2 separate regions of the Zea mays genome follow, and region 2 is linked to region 1. A link is a contact called in public Hi-C data. All regions are on one chromosome and are shown on one strand. Each heading gives the region's core, a stretch centred on a gene start, on an enhancer-like site or on the middle of the called end of the contact. The rest is flanking DNA. Distances are from core to core; before and after follow the strand shown. Region 1 holds the start of LOC100279881 (Dolichyl-diphosphooligosaccharide--protein glycosyltransferase subunit STT3A). Region 2 has its middle 4.7 kb from the start of LOC100193809.

Region 1 (3,245 bases), core at 434-2,933:
TAAAATTAGGTTTTTGGATTGTTAGAATTATAGACATTTTCCGTATCATTTTAATTCCATAAATTAGTATTATGATGATGACATATGAAATATAATTAACCATGACATCAAATATATCCATAACAATATGGATCATGAGAACATAAAGCATATGAATTATATAAATCATATAAATACGATAAACATGTAATCTGACTGAACAATTGAAAATAAACAGATAGAAACATGAACATCATGTCTGTAAAATTAAAACAGACAGATCTATCATATTATAATAAGGCAGAACAGATAAGATAAAATCATTTCTACATATGAAACAACATAGATGAATATATGAGACATATATAATCTCCAGAACGCAAAACAGTAAGTAAATAAACTGATCATACCTTCCCATGCGCTCTGATAATCCAGATCCTTGGCCAGCTTCTTTTGTCATGTTGGAGATGTTTTGGGCAGTCGCGTAGACGCTCCCCAAAAACCTAATTGCCGATCCCTCGTGCAAGGTCTCGAACGGCAAGGGCTCCGGAGGCACCTGCCCTCTCGCTTCTCTGTGCGCGCAGAGTCACGAGATGGAAATACCCTCACTCGGCGGCTGGACTGTGATTCTGAAAGTGGTTTTTCGCTTGTACCGAGTGACAGTGGTGCTCCCTCTATTTAACCTCTTGTAGAGGGAAGTTGAAGGAGAAAGGTCACCGAGTCATGCCATGAGTCGGCCAGCACTCGCCGAGTCACGTCATGAGTCGGTCAGCTGAAGGAGAAGGGTCACTCGGCTGGCTGACGAAGAGACAGGTGCCACACCACACCACGCCCCGCCCGGCCGGCGGCGACGCGCGCGCGACACGCCCTTGTCCCTTTCTTAACTTCTCAAGTTAAGTGAAATAAATCCCACCATATAAGTCAAGCCAAAAGACCCTTGGACTTCCAATGTGGTACTATTTGTATTCTCCACCATTACACACCTTAGAGTTTATTCAATAAATGGGTCAAACCTATAAAAGATCTAACAGTGAACAGTACCCTTTCCATTCTGAAATTTATTCTGCCATCAATTTTTTCCGGCAGCGAACGCAAAGAGGTACGGCTGCACGGACTGCTCCATCTGTAACTCCTCGACGATGCAGCCAGACGCGCACACAGCTCGTTGCCGCACGCGCCGCGGTGGTCGGAGGACAGGGGGTCCAGCCAGCGATGTGGTGCACGACGGCGACGATGGAGTCATGTTGAGCTGCTCCGGCATGTTGAGGAGCGAGAAGGTGATGTAGACCACCGGGTACGCGCCGTCGATGGAGACGTGGAGTGGGGATTGACCGGCGCTATAGGCGGCCCATAGCTGCTCGCTCTTGCTGCAGGAGAAATTGTCAGGACGAGGCAGGGGTAAATCCGGCAGCTCGTCTCCTCTAACTCAGTTGAATCTTTTTTTTTTGTTTATTAAACGACCAATGACATTTTAAGGTGGGCGACATGTTTTATAATGACATTAGAGTGAAGTCCCTCAAAACAATGGCAGAATGATGACAGAATCCCAAATTTCTCCCAGGGATCAGAAAAAAAAAACTGCCGGCAAAAACAAATTGTACAATCTCCTCGCGGCGGACGATGCTAGGTGGTCGATGCTGCGCTCGCGGTGTGTCCGACTGCCCGAGCGTAGGACCCGCCGACTCTTTTCCCTGTCCAATACTCCAAAGTGCAAACGCCAAACACGAAAAAATTCGATAAACCTCCGCCTCCCGGCCGCCGGCCTTCCCCGTCTTCCTCTGACCCAAAACTCTTCTTCTCAGCAGCAATGCCGGAGCCCCAGTCCTCTGTGGCGTCAAGCGGAAGCGTAGATCGCCTCCGCAACGCCTTCGGCGGAGTGCTGTGCATCTTCACCCTCCTTCTCATCGGCGTCCTCGCCTTCTCCATCCGACTATTCTCCGTAAGATCTATCCGAACCCCACCATTTTTAAATCCTTTTGGGAATTGGGAATCCCAACATGGTTTGCCCGGGCCCATGCCTGTCTTACTGGTCCGTTGATGTGCCGCAGGTGATCAAATACGAAAGCGTCATCCACGAGTTCGATCCCTACTTCAATTACCGCGTTACCCAGGTTTTTTCCCGTGGTGCCTCTGTGTTTGTCCACAGCCTGTTATTGTCTTATTGGGATGCATCAGGATTCAGGTGTTGAGTTCGCTTAGGAGTCATGTTCTCTTCAACGAGTTATGGGGTTAGGGACTTCAGTAGACATGCGAGCTCCATTTCTTTTGGGTCACTAGGTCGACACAAAACTTGGTATGCAATTAATTTGAAAATGGCATTGCCACTGTATTTAATTAGTTAGCTGACCAGGAAAAATCTGGGTACCACTTGCATCCCTAGACTTCTTTGCAAATTGTCTATTGTAATATACACTGTTGTATAGTCTCAGGTGACATGTGGGTGTATTGAATGGTCCCAACATTTGGGTGAATAAAATGGCAGGAATGTTTTCCAATGTACATTTGCTGCTTGGATTTGTGCACAAATGTTTTACTAGTGTGTCTTAATGTTTCAAAAGCAGTTGTGCACATGCACTTAAATTTTGATTCATTGTAATTTCCCCCTTGTCTCAGTTCTTGTCAAAGAATGGCATATATGAATTCTGGAACTGGTTTGATGACCGAACATGGTAACATTTCCAAGAACACTTGAATCTATCCTTGTTTTCCAGTTATTTCTATGCTCACTGTCACCTGCTTTTAGGTATCCTCTTGGGCGTGTTATTGGTGGCACTGTCTATCCTGGTTTGACACTTACTGCTGGTACAATATGGTGGTATGTGACTGCCAATGCATACTATTAGAAATGCTTCATTGGTAGATTTGAACTACTGTTAGCATGACTGAATTGTTTGGTTGGCATAGGTTGTTGAATTCCCTTAACATCCCATTGTCGGTGGAGACTGTCTGTGTATTCACTGCTCCAGTTTTCTCAGTCAATGCGTCCTGGGCAACTTACCTATTAACCAAGGTTGTTTTTTTATATTAAAAACCCATGCACTTACACTGGATTACTAAAGTTCTTTAGTAATCTCACTATTGTGTCTCTAGGAAACAAAGGGCCCCGGTGCTGGTTTGATGGCAGCAACTATTCTAGCAATGGTAATTGTTATATTGACTATGTATTTTGTCTGAAAAATACTAGATCCTTGATATGTTTGCTTGATCTACATTTTTTCTGCTCTTCTATTCTTTTTGGGGTGTATCAAGAATGAAGCAATTAGATA
Region 2 (3,211 bases), core at 519-3,018, 370 kb after region 1:
AAGGGCACATTTCCCTTTCACCAGTACCAGAAAAGGATCTAGCACTTAATGTCTCATGACAGAACTTGCATCGAGCAGCATACCTTACACGCTTACCATTTACCAGATTGGTTAACTCGTCGAAATTGTTCCAAACTTTGGATCTCTTCCTTGAGCCGCCACCAGCAGAGGCAGTGGTAGATGCTGGTGGGCTTGTGGAGTCCGTAGCAGTGCCTGTTCTAGAGGCGACGAAATCCTCGAGCTCAATAGGATCTAAATGAGTGACACCAACACCCATTAAGGCTTGTCTAGCATCCATCGCCTCATTGTGGTCCTCAAGCTGTCGCTCCTCCGCCTCTGCAGCCGGGTCAAGATCCATAGCCTTGAGAGCTTGACCTCGACAACAAGCACGAGGAGCACAGCTGGAGTCCTCGAGTCCTCGACCAGTCGACCTCGCGCACACCGCACACGTCTCCGACTCCTCAATGACTACATAGCACCGGATTTCACAGATACCTACGTTGAGGAACACGAACACACCGGAAGAATTAGGGTTAGGAGTAGGGCCCGATGAACACACCGACAGAATCATAGAATAGGGAAAGGAAAGGAGTAGGGCCCGAGGAACTCACCTTGTGCAGTCGGAGCACCGGAGACGACAGACGATGGCTGAGATCCGTGGAGCGAGGAACACCGGAGGGGATTAGGGTTAGGAACACCGGAGAGGACCGGGAGAGGAAGGTAAGTATAGATGTCCAAGCACGGCGGGGGCGGCCGGCGGGCAACTGAGTCCAAGCACAGAGGACAGAGGAGACACCGGCGGACGGCGGCGATCCGCAGATCCGAGAGGGGAGAGGAGATTAGGGTTCGGGCGGAGTCGTCGATGCGAGGGCGAGAGGCGGAGAGTCTGAGACTGAGAGCGTAAATGCGAGGGCGAGAGGCGGGGTGGGTCTGGGAGCCTGGGAGTGGGACGCGCCGCGCGAGGCCGGTTAATATTACCGGGCCGCCACGTGCCTCCCCCTTAGACGGGCCGGGTCGGGCTAAACCCGACGGGCTGAAATCCTTGGCTCAGCCCGACACGGCGAACGGGCCGGGCTGGCCCAGGCACGTTTGAAACCGGGCCATGCCGGTGCTGGGCCGGGCTATTTTCGTGCCGTGTTGCGGGCCACCCGGTGGGCCCAACCCAGATGGACATCTATAAGGTCAGGATCGCTGTGTACAGGCAGCCGAAAAAGGCCCAGTTACGCCGGCTTAATTACCAAACCAACGCGCGGTTGCCAAGTTTCATGGGTTAGGTTTTGACCCAGGGGTTTTCGGCTTTTCGCTGGAGTTTTCGGCTTCTGTTCGTTCACCTGGGGCTTATCGAGGCGACCGGGAGTCGAAGCCCGATCCGGTCTCGTGTTCGTTCCTTGCGATCAACTCAACAGCACGAGTGGAAAGGGAGCACGTGGTGTGCTGCCTGGCGATCTGAACTTGGTTGGATATTTAGGTCATGGCTGCAGCCAGGCTGGGGGTTATTAATCCTGCAACTGCGAGGTTAGATGACCGACAACCATCTGTCACTTGGGGCCTCGTCTTCCAATCGAAGAGAAGTGGGGACACCGTCAAAAGAATTAGAAAGCGCAGAGGGAAAGCAACCACCGCCGTCCACCGGGATCTGATTTTTCGGCCGGACTTGTCGCTGCCCGGAATCACAGGAGCGGCACGCGGAACGTGTACTCCGGCCTCCGCCGACAGTCCGTGGCCTGGGCGGAATTGATGGCCGATTGGCCCACCGATGGCCACTGGCCGGACGACCGTGCCTCTGCGAGTGCGAGTGCGACGCGGCCGGGCTTTGCGTTCGCGAGTCGCGGCTCTGACGTGGATTTCTCTCTCTTTTTTTTGTTTTCGTGGAAAAAAAAGGCTAGTAGCGGCTAAAACCCTAGCCCGAGAGAGCAGAACTGGCCAGGGCGCCGCGCGCGCACATGGACGCACGCAACGACGATAGCGGGATGCCTGCCTGCCGCGTTTGAGGAACACGCGGCGCAGAGTGGCAGGGCGTGATTGGTATTGCGGGAGACGGGACGAGACGAGAGGCGCGTCTGCCGAGCCGTGGAACGTGGCCTGTGGGCGCCGGCGCGATTGGTGGCCGCAGTTGGCGAGGACGACCAGCTGGGCAAGCAAAGCAGCCGGGAGCGGTTTCCGACGCCACCAAGGTACTACAGTACAACAGAGCTGGGGGAAAAAACGCGAATGGAGAGCCGTTCTGCACCGATTCATGCATTGGCCTGGAAACACTAAACGATAGTTTACCTGCATATGGCTATGGGTTTCAGAAGAGGCCTGTCACGAAATTTGGTGCAGAGTTGTTCGTGCTAGTCAAGGGATGGCGCCGACACCCAGAACGATGGTTTTCTGAAATGGAAGAAGATACCGATGGCTAGAGAATAGAGATTATTTGGCGAGTTATTAGAAGATGAAGGTAGATCCACGTTGTTGTGGCCCACTGACCATCGTTGTTCTTGTACTTCTAGATTGCGAGTAGTCCTTCTATAATCCTATTAGAACAACTCTAAAAAGATGCTAAAAAGTTTTCGCCAACAAATTTTAGGATAAGTTTATATCTTTTTTTTTTGGAGTTGCTCTTAATATCCTTGCCTAGCTTGGCGGATCCTTGCCAAGCGTTTTGGTGGGGCGTTGGGCCGATGTGACTGTCCGGGCTTTGGGCAGGCCTCCCGAAACAGCAGCAGTGACCTGTGGGCCTGGATACAAATTCGATAGGCTTAGCTTTAATTGTATGGGCCATATGGCTGGCCTGCGACGTGGATGGACCTTGCGGGCCTCGCCAGAACGCAATACGTACTTCCATGAGGCAGGGCGCATAGCCTGCATCATAGCATATTTAGACTGTGTCCAGTAATATCTTCTAAATTTCGTCTGCTAAAAAAATATTCTCTATTCCTTATAGTATCATCTAAAATATTATGTTCTTTATGTACTTTTATCTTCAGCAATAACTTCTAAATGTGATCCTCTATATCTACCGTACAGTCGTACCTACAGTATTGCCTACATAGCCTAATTTACTCCAATTGCTGCTAGAGGCCTGAAGTCTAATAAGATGCTGTGGTGGACAAAAGTCTAGTGCCTTGGTTTCATCTGAAACACTGGTACGGTGATTAATCGATCACCACTATGGTGGACAAAAGTCTAGTACCATGGTTTCATCTTGTAACCTGATGAAAAAAATGAT

What was found. A called contact is a pair of places that touch in the nucleus more often than the background predicts.
Region 2: a contact with region 1 is called in a Hi-C map of tassel, with 4 times the contacts expected there. The contact joins the enhancer-like site here to the promoter of LOC100279881 in region 1. A contact is called at or near these places in 2 of 25 Hi-C or Micro-C datasets (ear and tassel).

The regions. Positions count from the first base shown.
Region 1 is chr3:202,097,101-202,100,345 of Zm-B73-REFERENCE-NAM-5.0, forward strand. It overlaps LOC100279881 (Dolichyl-diphosphooligosaccharide--protein glycosyltransferase subunit STT3A), which reads left to right and starts at 1,684. Exons shown (of 21, transcript NM_001152834.1): 1 at 1,684-1,918; 2 at 2,028-2,090; 3 at 2,593-2,648; 4 at 2,723-2,794; 5 at 2,884-2,989; 6 at 3,070-3,120. The coding sequence starts at 1,787.
Region 2 is chr3:202,466,268-202,469,478 of Zm-B73-REFERENCE-NAM-5.0, forward strand. No RefSeq gene overlaps it. Among protein-coding and RNA genes, the nearest start is that of LOC100193809, 4.7 kb to the right of the region's middle. Within about 2 kb of position 1,769, at least 20 of the 20 cell types and tissues checked have an H3K27ac peak or open chromatin away from gene starts, as enhancers often do. A contact at or near this core is called in ear and tassel, where this site is marked.